Regions from separate parts of the Zea mays genome. Here region 1 is linked to region 2. The links are chromatin contacts, called in public Hi-C maps. All regions are on one chromosome and are shown on one strand. Each heading gives the region's core, a stretch centred on a gene start, on an enhancer-like site or on the middle of the called end of the contact. The rest is flanking DNA. Distances are from core to core; before and after follow the strand shown.

Region 1 (2,700 bases), core at 195-2,694, 380 kb after region 2:
GTCTATGGGCATGGATCATGGGTGGATGCCTTGTCTATGAGACGGGAATGGACTTAAGGATTAATGTGTAGCTACCTGAGTCAAGCGTTTGAATATACTAGACACATGTCGGGAAATATAGTAATCAATAAGCCTAGTACCTGATTGACCCTGCCCACAGACTTTATCCCTCATTGGTCCTGAGACAGGGTCTCCCATGCTAGCTATATTGGGTACAAGTGCGGCCATTGCACGACGGCGGCCGGGGTAAATGGAGCATTGTATGCCAAGGCCGTGAGTCCTGATCTGTTGTCGGGGAATCGATGGGGACAACTGACTTGTGTAGGGACGGAATGCCCTTACATGTCGCGTGTTTAGGTTTACCTTGCAAGGTTAAAACTCGATTCGAATCGTCTGCTTCTCACAGCTAATGAGACTGCTTGACCCATTGTACTGCATCGAGTAAGAAGTGAAATGAGGTTTCTTGAGATAATACGTTGATTGCATTAAATGACTATTACCATGTATGCTTAGAAAGGAACAAACCTAGTTTGAAAAAGTACTATAAAACTTGAAAAGCTAAAACTTGTTTTAGATTCAGCTAGTGCTTTTGACAAACCAAACCCCCTTAGCCAAACAACTTCATGGTCTAGAGGTAGAGGAGTAGACTCATCACACCGGGTAAGTCTAGCCGAGTATTAGTATACTCAGCCTTGCTTGTGGCATCATTTTTATAAGTTCACTTCAAGACATGGTTGATGATGTGACTTGGCCAGCCACCCTGCTACTGGGTTGGACGGTCGAGTGGATACCGCCTCGGCAGAAGAGGACCAAGGGAAGTAGTGGGTCAGGCCTTCCCTATTCCTCGTTATCGACGTTATTTATCACCCGCTGCAATATTAAGAACATTGTTATCTTTTATCAAACTCCGATTTGTGTTGTTTTTATTTGTGGTTTCATATTTATTTCATTCTCTGAGTCTCACCATTGTATGATCTAATGGTACTTGATCCTTGGTAAGTTGTTTTATAAGACTATATCCGAAGAATTGACATGTTATTTTGATTTAAGTGTGTCGCTGACTTAAATGCGCGACTCGTGTACTTAAGCTTAAATAATCACCGCCTCTTTTGCGCATGCTCTGCCTCTCTTCCATGCATGTTTCCCTCGCTTTGTGGCCTCGCTGCTCGCCCCGACCCCGCCTCCATCCTGACCTCCCTCGCCTTGGCATCTCGCCTCCTTGGTCGACGGCCGCGGTCTTGTTGCTCGCCGTAAGTCCGCACCTCGGCCGGCCTCCATCCCGAGTCTATTTTAGATAATAGTATTGATGGTTGTATAAAAAATCTATACTTGCTCGCGAAGGAAGTACAAATTCGTAAAGCACTGTGATAAAAAAAACAAAAAAGCAATGTGATAACTAAATACATAAATAGAAGCAACTCGCACCATCGCCTTCCTCTGGTGCTCCCGTCCTGCACATCTCTCTCCTTTCTCCTTTCCTTCTCTTATTTCTCTCACACAAAACCCTTTCTATCACAAGGCGATCGATCCGACGCCTGCTCCTCTCTCTTCAGGGGCCGCCGCCGATAGTAGATCCCTCACCATGGCGGCGGCGGAGATCTCGGCGATGCTGGACCTTCTAGTTGCCTCCGGGGAGACGGAGCCGCCGGTACGCCGCCTCCGGTCGCCCGCGGCGCGCCCGGGGCTCGAGGCCCTAGCGGGGGCCCTCGCCGCCGGCCAGTCGGCTGACCCAGGCGCCGCACGCACCGTTCTCGCTGCCGCCCGAGCCGTCGTGTTTCCCGTCCTCCCTGCCTCAGGTGTGCTCTCCCGATCCCGCCCACCAAGTCCTTCCCGCTTCTCCCTCCTGGATGGATTCCCTGGGCCATGGGTTGTGGCTTTGCTGTTACGATCGCTAGTTTTGGATTTTTATCTGTATATAAGCTGAGTGCTAGACGCGCTGCTACTGATTTATCTTTTATTGCGTGATCGTAAATTGCTTATGCTAGTTAGAAAATAGACAGCAAGATAACTATCGCCATCTGTTTGATTGCTGATAGCTTCATATTAATTCTTCTTTCTTCTAGGAAGACATAGATATACTCATGCTTTAGTTGCTCTGTCCTTTTTTGGATTTTGATATGATGTTTTAGTTGCTTCATTTCTCTTTTGTTTTTGATATGATGTTAGTCTATAATCCACACTCTCTTGTTTGGTCTATATAGCATTGTTTAAAGTTCAAAGATGTTTCACACATAGCTCAAGGTTTTCTTTACTTAATACTCCCTTCGCCCCAAATTAAAATTCGTTTTTGCCTTTTAATGCATTCATACAATAATTAATGTATGTATTTTGTATATATATATGCCTAGATTCATCATCATCAATTTGAATATAGACTTAAAAAACAAGTGCTACAACGACTACTAAATTGAGACAGAGGGAGTATTAAGTAGCAGTCTCCCATTTTTCAGAAATCCTGAATATCGTTCCTGTTTCACTCTTTTAAGGCGTGGTCCACTTATGCATTCTGCTTGAGTCTTTATGTTTTGTGATGTGAGATTTATAGTTTTGCTTGTTCTTGGGAACCATTGGGCACTATGAAGTCATGAATGCTTGCTTTTTCTCTATACATTTTCATGAATCTTTTGATACTACAAAGAGACCCATTAGAACTACATTTAGTCAGTTGAGAACTTCATATGCAAATTTGCACTTCAAATG
Region 2 (2,700 bases), core at 76-2,575:
TTATATATGGAGATGATGAAGGTTTGTCCTTCATGACCTTCGCCTGAAGATCATTATATCCTAAGGGAGATAATGCTTCGAAGGACGAATGTCTTTAACCATTAACATTTGTGTTGCCTTGTTCTTAACTCATAGCATTTGAGGACAAGTGACCAACATCTTCCAACACTTAGTTTGCTCTTTCAGTTTGCCCATCTGTTTGAGGATGATAAGGTGAACTAAAGTTTAGCTTGGTATCCATGGACTCATGTAGTCTTTTCCAAAAGCGTGAGGTAAATTGGGTTCCTCGATCTGATACGATATTCTTTGGTACTCCATGCAGACAAACAATCCTTTACATGTATAACTCTGCTAACTGGGTTCCTAAGTAAGTTGTCTTCACAGGTATAAAGTGTGCCACTTTAGTCAACCTGTCCACTATAACCCACATTGAATCATAGCCATCTCGCGTATGGGGTAGTCCAACTATGAAATCCATATTGATTTCTTCCTATTTCTATTCCGGTACCTTGAGAGGTTGTAGCAATTCTGCTGGTCTTTGGTGCTCGGTTTTAACTGACCCGAGCCGTACATCAACAGATCCACGATCTGGATTAAATCATGAAGGGTTATCCCGGGTTTCAATCGCAACCGTCTGTGCTACGGTCTCTTCCTCTCAGCACCAGCACGCGGTGGCGCTGCCCACAGCCCGCGACGAAGAACTCCGACGAACCCCCCCCCCCCCCCGGAATCAGCGACCCACTACCCTAAGCTAATCCTAAACGATGCAACGCGACGAAGGAATGATGTCAAACAAGTAAAGTAGATACTCATCAGCGGTTGGAGGCGCAGAGAGCACTGATCACGACGAGGGGTAACTCCGCGGCCTCGGGGAACTCCTATCAGGAATTCCGAGTTCCTCGGCTGAAGATTACTCTCGCTGTGACGATTACCACCACCTTGGGAACAATTCTAAGCTCCCCGACCCAGTGCAGAGACCCAGACGACGGATAATCCACGCAATCTCCACAACGGCTTGGTTCTTCACCCCCGGTTCGCGACAGTCAGGCACGGGTTGAGTGGTTCAATGGAAAACCACAAGGTATGCTTATATATACTAGGGACCCGAGGATCTAGAGGGGTACAACGTGATTCTTGATAACTGAATCGGCGATATCTCCGCGATTTGTGCGGCAGAGTCCGCGCCATACGCGCGTGCAGCGAACAGAGAAGAATCTGACGTCCCAGGTCCATGATGTCTGTGACTCATCTTCAAGCGGGTGGGTGTTGAGCGACTGACGGTGTGGGTCCCGCCAGGCAGAGGGACGCCCGAAGCTGCTCCCGTGAACGGATGAGGGCTGATTCGTAGGCCCCATGCGCCGGTCACACGGCGAAGTGCGGGTGTGCGGCTAAGAAGCTGTGACGTGGGCCCGGCCTGCCAGTGAAGGCGCGCGCGGGAGAGTAGAAGTGGGCCAGCGGGGAAGGTTTTCAGCCCAAGCGGCCGTGCAGAGTGGGAATATGGGTGGGCCGAAAAGAATGAAGTCAGCCCAGGTGCAGGTTTGCCCATTTTTTCCTTTTATTTTCTTTTCAATTTCCAATTTGAAGTTTTCAACCCAAATTCAAATTCCTGTTTTGAATTTTAGATTCCCAATCTCAACATTATTCTAATATGAATATAAATCTTACTATTTTTAATATTATTATTTATCTTTCGTCCTTTTATTTAGTAATGGAGAGGGTAGTGGTCTTAATTAGAATTCCTCCCCTTTTTATTTCTCTTTTTTTTGTTTTATATTCCCATTTACCATTTAAATTCAAATTTTAAATTATGATTCCTTTGTTTTGGTAGAAAACATTTTCAAAGGTTTAATTTTTATCAGGATATGATTTAGCTAACATTATTTTATTATGACCAATTACTTTAGAAAAGGGGTGCATTTTAAAGTCTAACTGACTCCTCTCTTGCGCCAAGCTGCTGCTATACTTGGCACTGCCCCTAAAGCTGCTAATTATGGGATGAAGTTGGAGCCACCAGCGGTGGTTGCGGTAAGGCCCACGTAGCTGGAGAGTGACTTGTAGAAGCTACCAAGATTGTAGGTTGTGAGGATGGCTGCTGGTTACCCACATACGCTAGGATGTATGGGGAGTAACACGAAGCAGTATGTAGAACTTGCTTTGGTTGGTTCTGTCGTGCTTCGACCTCAGCTATCTCCTTCTATTTTTGTATTGTAACTTGGCAGGTTCTTGTTGTGTGCCCATTATCCTCTCCACAGAATAAGCAAAATAGTCTTCTTGGTTGAGAGTTGAATCTCCCTCCGAAGCTATGCCCTCCTCTACCTCTTGGTGCTGGCAGTCTGAAGGAGTTTTGTTGAGTCTCTGTTGACTGGGAACTGTGCTGGTGCCCTTGATTATGATTGTTCCTGTCCTCACTTTGACTGGGATTGTGTATTGTCCTGACATGCCTTGGATGAAACCTTCCTCCGAAGCCCCTGGTCATCTCAGAATATCTGTAGTCTTCCTCCCTTCTTTGTCAGAAATCATTGTCAGCTCTAATTTATTCATCCATCTTTTGGAGAAGCTTCTCCAAGGTTTGGGGAGGCTTTCTGGCAAAATATTGTGTTGTTGGACCTGGAAGAATTCCTTTGATCATGGCTTCAATGACAATCTCATTTGGCACTGTTGGCGCCTAAGCTCTGAGGCGTAAGAACCTTCAGACGTATG

What was found. A called contact is a pair of places that touch in the nucleus more often than the background predicts.
Region 1: a contact with region 2 is called in a Hi-C map of leaf, with 5 times the contacts expected there. The contact joins the promoter of LOC103633920 here to the enhancer-like site in region 2. A contact is called at or near these places in 8 of 25 Hi-C or Micro-C datasets (ear, leaf and tassel).

Annotation. Positions count from the first base shown.
Region 1 is chr7:74,442,055-74,444,754 of Zm-B73-REFERENCE-NAM-5.0, forward strand. LOC103633920 (auxin transport protein BIG) reads left to right here and starts at 1,445. Exons shown (of 14, transcript XM_020540740.3): 1 at 1,445-1,796. The coding sequence starts at 1,583.
Region 2 is chr7:74,061,161-74,063,860 of Zm-B73-REFERENCE-NAM-5.0, forward strand. No RefSeq gene overlaps it. Among protein-coding and RNA genes, the nearest start is that of TRNAK-CUU, 240 kb to the right of the region's middle. Within about 2 kb of position 1,326, at least 17 of the 20 cell types and tissues checked have an H3K27ac peak or open chromatin away from gene starts, as enhancers often do. A contact at or near this core is called in ear, leaf and tassel, where this site is marked.